2 separate regions of the Ovis aries genome follow, and region 1 is linked to region 2. Evidence: chromatin contacts called from public Hi-C data. All regions are on one chromosome and are shown on one strand. Each heading gives the region's core, a stretch centred on a gene start, on an enhancer-like site or on the middle of the called end of the contact. The rest is flanking DNA. Distances are from core to core; before and after follow the strand shown. Region 1 has its middle 77 kb from the start of NOCT. Region 2 holds the start of NOCT (nocturnin).

Evidence for each region. Hi-C and Micro-C count contacts between places; a contact is called where the count stands out from the background.
Region 1: a Hi-C map of tail adipose tissue shows a contact between it and region 2, with 2.3 times the contacts expected there. The contact joins the enhancer-like site here to the promoter of NOCT in region 2. A contact is called at or near these places in 3 of 16 Hi-C or Micro-C datasets (skin fibroblasts and tail adipose tissue).

What each region holds. Positions count from the first base shown.
Region 1 is chr17:18,728,698-18,732,616 of ARS-UI_Ramb_v3.0, forward strand. No RefSeq gene overlaps it. Among named protein-coding and RNA genes, the nearest start is that of NOCT, 77 kb to the left of the region's middle. Within about 2 kb of position 2,279, at least 7 of the 54 cell types and tissues checked have an H3K27ac peak or open chromatin away from gene starts, as enhancers often do.
Region 2 is chr17:18,651,732-18,655,257 of ARS-UI_Ramb_v3.0, forward strand. NOCT (nocturnin) reads right to left here and starts at 1,536. Exons shown (of 3, transcript XM_015101513.3): 1 at 1,110-1,536. The coding sequence starts at 1,299.

The DNA.
Region 1 (3,919 bases), core at 1,029-3,528, 78 kb after region 2:
TACCTTTTCTGAAATCTCTGAGAACTGCTGTTCTAGGATCGCCCTAAAGAGAGCTTGTCTCAGCCACGCTGACTCCCATCTCTGTACCTTATGGCAGCCCTAGCAAATAAGTACAGTGGCTTTTCCTGACACCCTGGAAAGGGCTGCAGGGGCGAGGAAGGAGGCAGGTGTGCTCATCACAGAGCCTCTGTCCACTCTTTCAGTCAGTTCAGTTCGGTTCAGTAGCTCAGTCTTGTCCGACTCTTTGCAAGCCCATGAATCACAGCACGCCAGGCCTCCCTGTCCATCACCAACTCCCGGAGTTCACCCAAACTGATGTCATCAAGTCGGTGATGCCATCCAGCCATCTCATCCTCTGTTGTCCCCTCTTCCTCCTGCCCCCAGTCCCTCCCAGCATCAGAGTCTTTTCCAATGACTCTTCGGATGAGGTGGCCAAAGTATTGGAGTTTCAGCTTCAACATCAGTCCTTCCAATGAACACCCAGGACTGATCTCCTTTAGGATGGACTGGTTGGATCTCCTTGCAGTCCAAGGGACTCTCAAGAGTCTTCTCAGTTCAAAAGCACAGTTCAAAAGCATCAATTCTTCAGTGCTCAGCTTTCTTTACAGTCCAAATCTCACGTCCGTACATGACCACTGGAAAAACCATAGCCTTGACTAGACGGACCTTTGTTGGCAAAGTAATGTCTCTGCTTTTCAATATGCTATCTAGGTTGGTCATAACTTTCCTTCCAAGGAGTAAGCGTCTTTTAATTTCATGGCTACAATCACCATCTGCACTGATTTTGGAGCCCCCCAAAATAAAGTCTGACACTGTTTCCACTGTTTCCCCATCTATTTCCCATGAAGTGATGGGACCAGATGCCATGATCTTAGTTTTCTAAATGTTGAGCTTTAAGCCAACTTTTTCACTCTCCTCTTTCACTTTCATCAAGAGGCTTTTTAGTTCCTCTTCACTTTCTGCCATAAGGGTGGTGTCATCTGCATATCTGAGGTGATTGATATTTCTCCCAGCAATCTTGATTCCAGCTTGTGCTTCTTCCAGTCCAGCATTTCTCATGATGTGCTCTGCATAGAAGTTAAATAAGCAGGGTGACAATATACAGCCTTGACGTACTCCTTTTCCTATTTGGAACCAGTCTGTTGTTCCATGTCCAGTTCTTACTGTTGCTTCCTGACTTGCATACAGGTTTCTCAAGAGGCAGGTCAGGTGGTCTGGTATTCCCATCTCTTTCAGAATTCTCCACACCTTTAGGGCTTGTTTACTTCACCCCTCCTGATGGCTGCAACTCCTCCTCAATTGAAAAATTTAAGCTGTCAGCTCTCCAGAGTTTGAAAAAAGTTCTAAACAATTAAATGGGCAGAACTTACAGGAGTTATTTTGCTGTGTGTTGTGCTCAGCCGTGTTCAAATGTTTGTGGTCCCATGGAACGTAGCCTGCCAGGCTTCTCTGTCCATGGGATCTTCCAGGCAAGAATACTGGAGTGGGTTGCCATGCCTTACTCCAGGGAAAGGAGTTATTTTATGTGAGAATAAATAGGGCTCTAAGAGGAATTCTCCACCTCCCTCAGTTTACAGATAAGGTGCTGTAACTGTCCCAGACTGGGCTGTAGTAACTGACCAGAGCGTCACTTCCCAGTGAAGAGGCAGAACAGAAGCTCTGCTGTTGAGCACCTCACACCATCTGTTTTCAAGCCCTCCAGGCCCCCAAGGAGAGATCTGAAGTGTGTCTGGGGTAGAAGAAGAAGCCGGAATCCTGGGAATACTTTTTCCTGTCCATCCCCGTTGTTCTCCCTCTCTTCCCACAGTTCCTCCCGACTGGAATAAGCGAGGATGGCAAAGATGGAAAGGATGGAATGTCTCATCCTTCCCAGGAGGGCAGGGGGCCCCAGGGCTGAATCAGTGTCATCAACACTCTTAGTTTGCCTGGCTTTCAGGAGTTTGCTCCTAAAACTGGGACAGTCTTGGGCAAGCTGGGATTGAAGGAGTTAACCTGGGTTTAGCTCTCTCAGGCCCACGGGCTTTCTTTCACTTAATACACACTGAGAGGAACCCTGTGATGTGTCGAATTGAACTTGGGTTTGTGGTTTTTCTGAAGATATTGAAGAAATCTTCTTTTTAGCTTTGTTGTTCTCAGGCAGGGGAATTCCCATCTCCCTATGTGGCATTTGGAGAAGATTGGTAGCATTTTTTTTAAACTGCACCCCTATCTGCAGCATGCTCTTGGAATTTAGTGAGGTGGGGAAATCCCCGTGATAGTCCCCACGATGAATCATCATCTCACATAAAAGGCAAGCGATGACCCATGATTGCCAGAGCAGGATTGCCTAGACTTGTATTTCAAGCTCAGAGTGTTGCTAAAGAGGCTGAATCCCTTTTCCCTCTTGCTATGGGGCTTTAAGTCTCAGTGATGTCCCCTGGGATGAGGAGACTTCTGGAGCTTATAATTTAAAGAATGAAATTACATGTAGAGGTAGACTATTTGCAAAACATTACCTCCTTGCAAAACATTACCTCCTTACAAAACAAAGCCTTTGTGATTCGTGAAAAGGGATTCGGAGCATGAAATGGACATCTCCCAGGGGACAAAAGTCTAGGACAAGAACAATGTAAACTACTAGAAAGTAAGGATGAAGCAGAATGAATCTCTTAGCCATCGGGGTCAGGGTTATAACCAACTCCTCCCCGAGGAGGGACTAGAGGTTGAGTCCAGAAACTTCCCTGTAATCCTTACAAATCATTGTATATCTATGTACACAGTGTTCATTACAGTGCAAATCCATTTGTCATCCTCATAAAATTCCAACTTAGGGGAAACATTCCGATAGTGTAACATAACGCTGCTTGAACAGGGCAAGCTTAGCATCAAGATTTTGAAGGTTACCAGTGCGGAGAAAGGGCTTCCCTGGTGGCTCAGTGGGTAAAGAATCTGCCTGCAGTGCAGGAGATGCAGGAGACACAGGTTTGATACCTGGATTGGGAAGATCCCCTGGAGTGGGGCACGGCAACCCACTTCAGTATTCTTGCCTGGAGAACTGTAATGGACAGAGGAGCCTGGCAGGCTACAGTCCACTGGGTCGCACACAGTCAGACATGACTGAGCAGCTGAGCACACAGTGGGGAGAGGGAAGAGGAAAGGAGAAAAACAGGGGTAGGGGTTAAGAGGTGCAGACTATTATGTATAAAATAGATTAGCTGAGAGCACAGGGGATATAGCCAATATTTTATAATAACTACATATAGGATATAAACTTTACAAATTGTGAATCACTATGTTATATGCCTGAAACTTACATAAATATTGTATGTCAACTATACCTCAATTTAAAACATTTATGGTTTTTCCAGTGGTCAAGAATGGATGTGAGAGCTGGACTATAAAGAAAGCTGAGTGCTGAAGAACTGATGCTTTTGAACTGTGGTGTTGGAGAAGACTCTTGAGAGTCCCTTGGACTGCAAGGAGATCCAACCAGTCCATTCTAAAGGAGATCAGTCCTGGGTGTTCATAGGAAGGACTGATGCTAAAGCTGAAACTCCAGTACTTTGGTTACCTCATGCAAAGAGTTGACTCACTGGAAAAGACCCTGATGCTGGGAGGGATTGGGGGCAGGAGGAGAAGGGGACGACAGAGGATGAGATGCCTGGATGGCATCACCGACTCGATGGATGTGAGTTTGAGTGAACTCTGGGAGTTGGTGATGGACAGGGATGCCTGGCGTGGTGTGATTCATGGGGTCGCAAAGAGTCGGACACGACTGAGCGACTGAACTGAACTAAACTGAAAACATCTTAAAAAAGGATTCGGAAGCTCAGAGTGGCAAAATGGATAAGAATCACCCCTGTTGGAGTGGTGTCCTCTCGAGGGGTTTGTTTTTCCCTGCTTAGGATGCTCTGTAGTATAGAAATAGAAGAGCCCCTGC
Region 2 (3,526 bases), core at 286-2,785:
GAACATACTCTTTCTACTGCTCTATCTGTTCTGAAGTTAATACAAAACTTGGGAATTCCCTGACAGTCCAGTGTTTAGGGCTCCGCCTTTTCTTTCTCTGCCCTGGGGGTTCAATCCCCGGTGGGGGAATTAAGATCCGGCAACCCGGGTGGGGCGGCGTAAAAGAGAACACAAAACTTTTGGAGCAAAAGGTAGTCGTTTACAATTTCAGATGTCCATACGTCTTAAACAGCAATAAACTTGAGTACGACTAAAATATACCTGCTAGCGTGATGAAACTGCCCACTTTTGAAAGAAAAGCTTTATTAATTTTTACACTATGACTAATTTGTATGTAAATTGTGGCCGCGGTACTGAGGCCTCAGGCAGAAACTTCAGTGGCCTAAAAAGGGAAAATCCACGGAACTTCCCTGCGGGTCCAGTGGTTAAGACTCCACGCTTCCAATGCAAGGAGCGCAGGTTCGATCCCTGGTCAGGGAAATAAGATTCTGCCTGGCGTTTCCTTCCCTGCAACCCAAGTAAAATCCAGAGCACGTGACCTATAGAACAGGTTCTTGGCAAAGAGATGGCATCATCTTTACAAGATCTTAACCCCAGGTATACAGGACGCATAATGATGCAAATATTAAGACCGGAAGGCTCCCCCAAAATTCAAGTAGATGTCCAAAGATTCAATGCGTGTTCATACGTTTTTCAAAACTCATACCACCTAAGCCACGCAGGCCACAGGATCAGGTAAGCGTAACTTCATATACATATTGCATAAAATGTTCCACCATTAGCGCAATAAGTAAAACAATCTGCGGCTTCGGAAGGGGAAAAGATAACGTAGGTCAAGAGGGAGAAATACTAAAACCGCGGCATCAAACGGGAAGGATTAAACGGGAACCTAGCACCGGGCTGCAGCTCTTACCGGACGCGGTGCAAGCCCCAGGCAAGAAAAGGCGAGGGCAGAGCGGCAAAGGAGAGCAGAGACGGCGGCTCAGGGAGAAGAGGAACCGCTTCCCGGTCGCACCCCACCGCCCGGCAGCCCCCGGCTTCCCATTCATTCCCCGCCGTTTCCAGGTGGCGGCCGCCGCGTTCTCCGCCAGGAACGGCGGTGCACTCACCTGTTCGGGAGCACGACCTCGCGACCTCGCGGGCCGCCGAAGCCGCCGCCAGGAGCCGGGGGGACGGGAGCCGCGGGGCGGCCGTGGGCGAGAGGCGGCGCGGCGGCGGCGGCGGGCCGGGCGGGCGGCGCAGGCCGGGCGCGTCCCTCTGCAGCAGGGCGGAGCAGAGCCGCCGCGGGCTCTGATACATGCCGGGCGCCGCCGCCAAAACCGCCGCGGCCCCTCGCGCGCCCCACCGACCTGCGGGCCCCGCCGAGGCGGGCGAGCCCAGCAGACTCTTGGGGCCGTCCGAGCAGAGTCTCCGGGGCTCCTTCTCTACCAGCCGCGGCCCGGGGGAAGGTCGCAGGCAGACGAGCCCGAGACGGCGCGAACGAAGCTGCGGATGCTGTGAAGTGGAGGCGCTGTCTGCCGCGGGCCGGCTGGAGCTGGAGGGTAACTGGCGAGCGCAGCGCGCTGACAAAGCGGGCGCTACCAAGCGAACCAGGGAGGGGGTGTCCATGGGACCTGCGCCCGGCGCGACCTGGCAGGGATTCGTAGAACCGGAGTGATCCTGCTTTGAGATGACGCAGATCTTCAGCTGTTTATAGGGTGGAGGCTGTGGGAGGTCCAAGGTAACAAATACCCCTGAAGGCAGTTTTAAAGAAATGAGCCTCCCCTTCCGCTGGGTGGAGTGGAAACGCCCACAGGCTGGGAGTCCCAAGACCATTCCAGGCTGTGGCCCGGGGGACACGTGTGTGTCCGAGTAAAAGACAGCATCCGTGTACGCGTGTAAGTGAGAATTCGGCAGAGGGTGTCTCTCCCCCACCCTTTCGGCGGGATGTGTTGCGTTAAAACGAAATTAAGCACGATAAAGCCCCTACTGTGTGCGAGGGCGACGCTGAGTAAGACAACGTCCCTTTCCTCAAGAATTATCCTCAGGCAAAGGAAGCCCAATGTGGCAGATCAGACCATAAAGCTGTACAAGGTAGATTAAGATCAGTGCCATAAGTTTATGTAAGTTTGGCGATAGAGGTCGTAACACGCCTGGGTTTTCTAGAAGGCTTATTAGAATAGCCATGACTTGGATTTGCATTTGTGGAATTTGGGAGAAAGTGGTGGTGATTTACGCAGGCGAAAAAGGGAATAAAGCAAAAAGCCCTAGGTATCTTTGCTGCAACATCTCTTACGTAGGATGGAAGTGAAGAAGTAAGGCAGATGCTTGGATAGGTTACACTGCGGAAGGCAGAGATTGTATTAGACTTAATATGGTAGAAAGGGGTGAGCTGTTTGCAGGCTGGGCAAGGATATGTCTTAGGGCCGTGCTGTCATTGGAGGTCAAGTATCTCGGGCGTGTGAAAAGGCAGGAGAGAGTAAACTAGCTGATATGAAAGATATTCTAGACTTGCATCTGGTACTGGAAAAGAATGAATGGAAGAAACTGTCTCAGCTTGGGCAGGAAATGATGACTAACCAGAACAGGAAGTGGGGTGAGTGGGAGAGATGCCCAAGACTCGGTTCCTCTCTGAAAGATTTATGACCTAGAAATGTTTTCTTGTTGGTTTTCCCATGATTTTGCTGAGTCTCCTGTCTTGTGGAATTGGAAGCTTTTCATTACTAAGGATATTCAAAATATTTGTAAGATCAGAGGGTGTGGATGCGTCAGCTGACAAGGTTGGTCATAACTACTGGGAGACACCCTCCTTGGCAAATCGTTAAATCTCTTAGTCTTACTTTCCTTATCTATAGAAAGTCATACCTTAGTCATTAGGTCAAATAAAAGGTGATCAAACTAGTCCATAAAAAGTGTTCTGCCAATATAGCAAAATGTTGAATTAGAATCTAGGGTCTGTGGGAATTCACTCACAGTTCTTTTTCTTTTCCATATGTTTGGAAATATCCATAATAAAGTGTTGAAATTAAAGTGCTCTGAAAAATTAAAAGTACTGTTTGAATATAAACTGTTTAATAAATTATTAAAAGGGATTCAAAGAGCATGGTCTCCTGAAACTGGGTCAGTAGCATTATTTTTGGTATATGCTAAATACTGTATACTTATAAACAATCAGAAAAATATAAATAAAAACTTTATTCACTTCAAATTCATTTAGGGGGCTGGTGGCTAAATCCCCAGGTTGACTGGTAGCCAACCCTGGTGGCTCAACGGTAAAGAGTCCATCTGCCAATGGAGGAGACACAGATTCAATCCTTGGTCCCGGAAGTTGCCAGGGATACAGGGGAGCAACCGAACCCGGGCGCCACAACTATTGAGCCTGTGCTCTGGAGCCTGGGAGCTGCAACTACTGAGCCCGCGTGCCACAACTTCTGAAGCCCTAGTGCCCTAGAGCCTGTGCTCCGCAACAAGAGAAGCCACCGCGATGAGAAGCACAACTCAAGAGTAGCGCGATGAGAAGCCACAACTCGAGAGTAGCCCCTGCTCA